Regions from separate parts of the Zea mays genome. Here region 2 is linked to region 1. The links are chromatin contacts, called in public Hi-C maps. All regions are on one chromosome and are shown on one strand. The core of a region is the stretch at or near the end of the contact, and the rest is flanking DNA. Distances in the headings are between cores, read along the strand shown.

Region 1 (4,370 bases), core at 921-3,420:
CGACCGCGTGGCCATGTGCCTGCCCTGCGGCGGCGGCGCCTGCGCGGCTGCCCGCGACGACTTGCACAGTCGCGCACCTGCGGCTGGTCCGCGTTTGCGGTGGCAGCGGTGCCTGTGTGCCCGCACGGCTGGCACCCGACGGTAGCACGGTCACGAGCCTGCGGCTAGCCAGCGGTGGCGGTGGTGCGCTACATGGCTGGCCCGCGTGGTTGCCCTGAGACGGCGATGGATCTAGGCCCCATCGGCCTGGATCTGGCACTCCCTCGCCAGATCTGCGCCTTGGTGATGGTTGTCCTTGCGGGGTGCATGTTGGTGCGCAACGGTGGAGGTGCGCTGGATGACAACTGATTTCGATGGCCGCGGGTGCCAGTGCCAGTGGCGGCAGCCAGTTTCGTCTCTAATGGGCGATAGTGTGGCACACACGGCAAGGTGTGCCCTGGTTCCGTGTGCCCAGCCGGAGGGGATGGCAGCCGACGCAGCTTTGCGGCTGCTGCGGCATCCGACTAGTCGATGCCCCTCTAGAGGGGTTTGAGCGGAGGCCAGGGTGGTGGCGACGGCAGAGGCTGCATGCTTTGACCTAGGGTCCTGGCCTAATGATGTGCTGGAGGGCATCTTGGGTGAAAGCCTCGGCGACGGTGACACTCGTGGTCACCACTTCCCCTGTTGAGGTTGTTGCATTGCTGTCTTCCATGGGCGAAAGCCCGATCCATCTTGGACATGTGACAGTGGCGTCCTAGACGTCACTCCATTCCTGAAGGCGTCACGTTTGAGTTTGTCTCAGCCTCGACGTTGCCATCTGTTGATGCTTTCGCTTCTCGGCATCTGGATTGCGGGTGGTGGGTTTTTTGCAACGTGAAGTCGAAGCTGCCTCGTTAGGGAATGTGGCTCGGTAACGATGACATGAGGTGAACCCCCTTCCTCGAGATCTGGCCAGGCAAAAAACTGAAGGTGGGTGTTGGATAAAGATCATTGGTGAAGAATCAGAGTTGCCTAGAGTGTGGGTGTGTTGAGGCTTGGCAACGATGGCGCGTCGCGGTCTTTGTCCTTCTGTGCTAGGTTTTAGGTGTAGGCGTCGTCGTTTTTCTTTTGGCCGTGTGCGGCCCGTCTGGCAAAGTCGAAGGTGCTTGTATCTTGTGTTGAGCTCGGCAACGATGACTCTAGATGAGCTTTGTGTGTGGGGTTGTCGCTGCTTGTGTTGTTTGGGCACTCTGTTTAGGTTTCGGGCCCAGTTTTCCTTAAAACTTGATCAATTCTAATCTTCTTAATGGAAAGACAGAGCTCATGCCATTACGTTAAAAAAAGGATTTAATAATCCATGTGGTCAGAAGAGCAGTTACTTGCCTTTGTTTCTAAATGTCAGGTTCAACTGTTTGAGACAGATAAGTATTGATTCAATTGCAGGCATTTTGGGAAGTCATAGTCAGGATTGAGTACAGCGTTTAGCTGCCTTCAAATCACGGTTGCTACAAAACCATACATGAAGGATATGAATGAAAATTTTGTCGAAGCGTGCTGCACGCACACTGGTAAGTCAACTGCTTTGTATTTATATGTTACTGTCTCCTTTCATATCCTCAATTTAGTAACAAACTGTTGCTTCTTAGTTCTTACAGTTTGTACAAACATTTCAGGAACTAGGATGCTAATCATATTATGCTTTTACAGCATATTATGTCATCCTACCCAAATTACTACGGGGAATCAAGCAATATAGGCGATTTTCAAAACGGGAATAACTACCTGGTAGAGGGGCGGTTGGAGGGGATCGAAGCAGATGGAGCAATCGAGCACATCCGGGTCGATGCGCACACTAATCCCGTCAGCCTCTCCGCCAACTACCGTCTCCACCCCCTTGCTGCCGTTCCCTTCAGCCCTCCCCGCCCCTACCACCGCACCTCCATCCTGCTCTTCGCCCTCGACCGTCAGAATTCGGGCCTTAGAGGGTCCTCCGCTTGCCGCCGCTTCGCCTGGGCCGTCATCGCGCTTTCTCTTTTCACCCTCGGAAGAGAAGGTTGGAGGGTCTTCATCGGCGTCGTTAAAGGAGAATTTGGCCATGGATTTCTTACCAGTGCGGAGCCGGGTGCCAACGAGGAAGAACTACACGGCAGGCAAATCCTCCGACGCCTTGGTTATCCAACAGCCGCGCGGCCTTTGTTGTGTGGGTTTGGTTACCGAACAGCACGGGGTTCTGGTTAGTATAGACTAAAATAAAGTTTTATTCTATTTTAATCTTTAAATTTTTAAATACGGAAACTATTTGATAATTTATGGTGTGCTTGGTTGGAACGTATAAAAATGGATAGAAGGGATGGTCACATTTTTTATAATATTTGGATGAGAGTCACGCGGAGGCAAGATGAACATCGGAGTAATTTTTTTGTAGCGACATGGTTCCAAAAAATCGAGGGAACGATATCGCCCCTGCCTCATCATACTTTGACCTCAAACTAAACACATAATTAGAGACTAAAATGAATAAAATTGATGGACTAAATTTAGTCACTAGAAACCAAACAACCCTCCACAAAAAATCGTACTCCATAAAGAGGAAGACTTGTATCATTTTAAAATTGAAAAAATACAAAAAAATATTAATATAAAACACCAGTTTTTATGGTTTTCACGTCACTCTTCCCATTTTATAAAAAATTAGGCAATTGTATATAAGTGGAAGTATGAACCTTTGTTTGTTGTACATCTATACTCACCTAATCAATAAAACACATGTTTTTTGTGTTTTATTAAAACAAAGTCTACTTATATGATATATAGAATTTGTAGCAATGTATGGGTGTATGACTAGTTATATTGCATATAGGTGTATATGTGTTCATAATTATTAACTACCATCACGTCAACAACCGACACCACTACTAACTCGCTCACTATCGACTTGTGTTCAACCGACCACACTACTAACTCGCTCAATATCGACCTTTGTTAGCTAGGATCTCAACACAGTGGAAAGATAGACCATATGCATAGGTAGTAGATTAGATAGAAAGTATGGTTAAGGAGTGTTTATCGCTTCAGATCTGTATGACAATATAATGAAATAGTTTGCACTCTAATAAACAAGAATTCGTCAACCAACAAATGTGTTCGTCTCCTCGGTGCTTTACTACCCCTATTCTAATGGTTTTCTCAAGGTAAGCGACATCTTGCATTGTTGTTAGCAATATCTACTTATTTAGATAATGGAAACTTGTTTCCAGCTTCAACTCTCAAAAGATAGAATCATACCAGGATTATTACAAAACCATTTCAAAGAAAGTTATTAACCACTACAGAGTCCAAAAATCAAAAGGAGATCCTAACCACATGTGGGCGGCCAAAAGATGCAAACACTTGTAAGGCCACCGACTCCATTCATTGACAACCATCAACAATAATTTGAGTTCACTCTTCACTTTCACTGCAACTTGGCCCATAGGTGAAGCCAACAAGTTCCCTTGAATAGAACCTACAAAAAAAGGTTTTGGATGATTTTTCTAAAAACAACATCATTTCTAGATAACCATAAAACCCAGCAAAAACTGGATGCTCCCAACATAAGTATATTGTTGTGCCCTCCATTGTGAGACCAGGTTCCAAAAAGATTACTGGTCCCTAGAGGTGAAGCAATACCTAAGGCTATATGGTAAACACACCACAAGAATTTTGCATAAAGAGCACTAAAAAATAAATGTTGTATTGTCTAGGTAGAGCTACAAACCACACAAATTTTGTCCCCTTTCAAATTCCTTCTACTAAGATTATCTTTAGTTAATAACACCCCTTTTTAAGGTGCCACAAGAATATTTTAATCTTCAATGGTAACTATGTATGCCAGATAGCCTGTGACACTCTAATATTATTGTTGATAAGATATTTATACATTGACCATACTGAGAAATGTCTGTTTCTATGAAGCTTTTAGCTAAACACGTCATTCCCTTCTATTAACACTAAGTTCATCATTTGGAAAAACAAACTATGCCAATCTGTGAGCTTGTTCCCCATCAAAGATCTCTTGAAGGAAATATTCGAAGGCAATGAACAAAGGACTTCAACCATAGTTGCATTTTTTCGGATGATATTAAACAGAGAGGAAAATTGATATTATCTTCCCAAAACCTTACTTGGGTCCCATTCTTTACTATAAAAGTTCCTAGATTTAGAATTTGGTTTTTAATATCCATTAGGCCTGACCAAAAGTGTGAGTCGCCTGGTTTTTGCACACCTAGCTTAGGGTTGCATTCTTAAGGTATTTGTTTTGAATCAGCTATTGCCACATCCCATCTTCATTACATAGTCTAAACAACCACTTGCTAAGTAGCCAATTATTTTAAAGATCGAGATTGATAATGCCAAGCCCTATCTAGTCTTTT
Region 2 (4,370 bases), core at 1,057-3,556, 390 kb before region 1:
AAGCATGTCGCGGGTGAGTAGAAGCATCTCTCACGTGCAAGACAACACATGTGGCACAATCCCAGCGCAACAAGACGCCTCAACGAAGCAAAAAACATGAATCCTATAAGCTACCTATGTTCATCTTTGGCCCCATCAGCCAGAACCATATATGACGTCCTACATGGTATGTTCCCAATCACATGATGTGATTATGAATTACACATGTGGCATGATAATGAGAAAAAGGAGTATCCATTTGAATAAGTCAACAAAACATCTGGCTTAATGATCTACACTGTGTTGCAGAAAGAAAGAAAAGACAAAATGCAAATCAGTTCCCAACAACGTATGGTGTTGTATCAAAACTTCATCGCTGAACACCACTCAAGTAAGGGTACAACAATAACACTAGCAATAGAAAACAGGGAATCAACAAGCACAGTTAGTGCACCCTCTTAATACACCAAGGCATAAACTGCTACATGTGACTAAACATTCATAGCATCAAAGGCAAGTTCAATGAAACGAATGGACTCCATTCGATTGGGTTTTTATATAAATATAAAAAGACAAAGGTATAGTAATGATATACTCCATTTAGCTGCAAATAAGTGCTGTTTTACACATTGATACCGGTGACCCAAATTTTTAATTATAATATATAGTTATATAATAAAAGTGAACTATTATGACACTACCTTACTATTTAAATGTGCTTGTGTAGTTTTCAAACACTCGAACTCAACACATAAAAATGTAACTTGTTATCAAAGAATAGAATGACTGAGTTCAGACAACCCAAAAACGTCGTTCAAGTATTTGTAACCAAAGGAGTAACAGGTAACCATAAACAAATGAAGCAACTCAGCACTGAATACAGAATGCTAAATGTAACTTGAGTAGTATTTAATAGCAATTAGTATAACTGCTTGTAACAGTAAAAATTACAAACCTACCTTCTTAAACATGACTTAGAAAAAAACAGGTTGGATAAAATTCCCAAGATAGTTTTTTTAACTTGTTTGATAAAATAATTGTTGTAGTACAGAAATGTAATTCTGAGAATAGTATTGATTATTGAATGACCAATTTTGTTTCTATACAGATTTATTAACATAAAGAAGGATAATCATCCCATCTGTTTGTACTTCAATACAGAATGTGCAATGTTACATTTGTGAAGTTCAATACCAACTCTTACCAAATACTTCCACAATGCCACCATCTGGTTTCACAATGCTATACAACATTGGAAGAGATGAACAAAACTTGAAATCTACTGACAAAGATAAGACTGAATTTTTCACCCAAAACAAATATTATAATGCAATGACAGCAATTAATACATTTGAAATGCCTATTTACAGAATACAAAGCACTGCTAGACTTACTGCCCAAAATAGCTAAACAGAAGAGGTGGTTTCTGAAAGCATTCGCTAGCCAACAGCCAAAAAGGATATGCATCAATCAGAAGTAATCAGATTCGACATAGTAACCAGCCCATTATTGCATCCAACCGAACAAACATGCAAGGCATAACCAAAAATATATCATCAATTAGCACTACATCAAACGGACGAAATTTTCACGCAAACCTCAATCACCATGTTAAAACCGTGGAGATCTGTTAAATAAATGCTTAACCCATCATTTACACAACCTCCCCTTGGCCGCAAATACGTGTTTCAAACGATATACCTCGAGATCGAGATTTAGATAAACATCTGAACAGGAAAGTAGCAAGATTTGGCATGAATCCGACGGTAGCGCACCTGTTGACAGCGTCCTCGATGGACTGGAAGGGCGTCTTGACGTCCGGATTGCAGACCCGCATGGCGTCCTGCAGCGCCATCTCCATCTCGGGGCTTCGTACCCGTGCCGCCTGGGCCTGGGCCTGTGCTTGTGCCTGCGCCGCTGCCGCCGCCGCCGCCGCCTGCTGCTGCTGCTGCTGGGGTGACGCCTGCTGCGTGGCCTGCGACGGCGACTGAGATGGACCCTGGGAGTGGGACGGCTGGGGCTGGGGCTGGGGCTGTTGGAAGCGAAGCGGCCCTAGAGGGCGGAGGTGAGCGTCGATGTTGGAGGGGAAGCGGGACATGGCCTGCTGCGACAGCTGCTGCGGATGGGACTGCGCCTGCTGCATTAGGAAGAGTTGGCGCTGGAGCTGCTGGTGTTGCGCCGCCGCGGCCGCCGCGGATGCGGCGGAGGTGGATGGTGGAGGGGTGGGATTCGCGGCGTCGTCCATGCGGTGGTGACTTCGGTGGAGAGGATGGGTGTCGGGACTGGGGATTGAGTGAGATTTGGGGACGAAACCAGGTGCGTGGCTCCACCAGGGTTCCGAAAGCATTCAGTTTATGCAGTTTCTTTTTTTCGAGAAAATTGGAAATCTACCTACTTTATTAGGAGCATACCTGGTGCTATTGCGTAAACACTCAGAATTTATTCCAAATGATACAAAATTCAACAAGTTGTGTGGATAATGGCAAATCCACAATGTCTGGCTTTAGATCTCCACATGATCACTCTAATTTCAAAATGCAGGTTAGGAGTGCACGACATAAACCAAGCCGACAATGGAGCACGCCATCTAGCCATCTACCAAAGCAGGATCAACACGCGAAAGCCACAGAACTGCATCACCCAACCAAGCCAAATTTCTTTTGCCGGCCTCGCTCCTTAGAGCTTATTCGATGGTTATAGAACAACCAAACATCGTCACAAAAAACTTCCTCACCGACAACCGGGCAATGGCAATGCAGTGTTCGTATAGAATAGATATAGGCCAGGTTGCAAACATCCTCGGCTAATTCCCTCGCTAATTGTTAGCCAAATAACAACAGTTCATTAATTACCTCCACATAGATAACAATTTATTAGGTAGCTAACTATTAACTATAGTGGTTTTAAACAGGACCACCATAGCATATGAGTTATGTTTGGGATTTATACGTCTTTTGTCAATGAAAATATACCGTCTTATTGGATGGCTGTCTGTGCGCAGTCATTCTCATGTGAGCTTGGTCCGCCAGATATGATTATTTTCCGTGTATCTATGGATGCAGGCAAATAAGCCTAGGATGCATCGGTGCGTGCGAGCTCTATTTTTTGGATGCAGCAAACCAAACACGTGTCAGGTCATAGACAGTGCATTAGAGTAGTCTGGCTCTATTGATAAAAGACAACCTCGGATACCACCAGCGTTGGCATAGATGATAACGGAATTTTCTAAATCTTTCTGTGTACAAGCAATCGGATGTGTGATTTCAAGTGAGTGGTAAGACTAGAAGTGTCTTCTCTAATTTATATTTAAAGATGTGGTGTCGGTCACGTGGCTGGACTTTAGAAATTTCAGGAGTAGTTTGTGAGCTAAAAATCGAAGAGATTAGAGGAATTAAAATCTCATTTTTATTTAATTTTAAATAAAAAGATGTTTTAACCCCTTTAATCTTCTCTTGTTTTTGGCTTCCAAACTAGTCCTCAAGGTTATTGTCGATCACGGTAAATCTGATTTAGTTAGATATATGTGTGACGGGTTGATTAGAAATATAGACACTAATTAAACTTATAATTAATTGACCTTAGAATTAGCTAGTCGAGATCACATTCCAACGTCCTTGCACTTGATCATGTGGCTAATGTAATATACAACTAATATTCATCTAATACTCATGTTCATATTTTATAGTACAGCAAGACGAGATCAATACAACATCAACAACATTTAATAGCTACCCTGACTTCATTACCCATAGTTCACTATAAATACCTTATTAAATGTCACACCCAGTTTTAGAAGGCAAACCGAATGCGAACCATGTACGTGTCAAGATCAGCAATTCACATACACAGCAGTTACATAACTGGACATCATCACACAGTGGTCAAATAATAATATAAAAGGGGAAAGGTAGTCAATTACATTATATGTCTGAGACATCCACATAGTCTTTACAATTATCAAAGTGCGGAAAAGAAACGTAGATACACGCGGCCTTCACAGGCAGCCGACTGGGGGTTGCCGCTAACCCACGCCTAGAACTCATCATAATCTTGGAACTCCTGGTGGTCTCCTTCCACGGCTTTATCTTCTCCTGAGCAGTGGTTGCAACGTGGACAACCTGGGGAATGGGGGGTTTGGTGTGTAGAGCAAGGGTGAGTACACATCAATATACTCAGCAGGTGTCCTGTTTGGCTGTAGTGGACTAGCTTATATGGGGGGTAAGTCAAGCAGTTGCTTTTAGTTGGTCAGATTATTATTACTAGTAGAGAAAGTCAAGTTTTAGAATTAACCCACGTTATTAACCCAAATGTATTCTTTCCAAATTCTTTGTGTTTGGAAAGGGTACGTTTGGGTTAATAACGTGGGTTAATTCTAAAACTTGGCTTTCTCT

The links. Hi-C and Micro-C count contacts between places; a contact is called where the count stands out from the background.
Region 2: a contact with region 1 is called in a Hi-C map of root tip, with 3 times the contacts expected there. The contact joins the promoter of LOC100276166 here to the promoter of LOC100273809 in region 1. A contact is called at or near these places in 9 of 25 Hi-C or Micro-C datasets (ear, endosperm, leaf and 3 more).

Annotation. Positions count from the first base shown.
Region 1 is chr3:94,205,013-94,209,382 of Zm-B73-REFERENCE-NAM-5.0, reverse strand. It overlaps LOC100273809 (Ubiquitin-protein ligase/ zinc ion binding protein), which reads right to left and starts at 2,170. Exons shown (of 2, transcript NM_001148210.1): 1 at 1,741-2,170. The coding sequence starts at 2,055.
Region 2 is chr3:94,599,970-94,604,339 of Zm-B73-REFERENCE-NAM-5.0, reverse strand. It overlaps LOC100276166, which reads right to left and starts at 2,306. Exons shown (of 2, transcript NM_001150017.3): 1 at 1,755-2,306. The coding sequence starts at 2,224.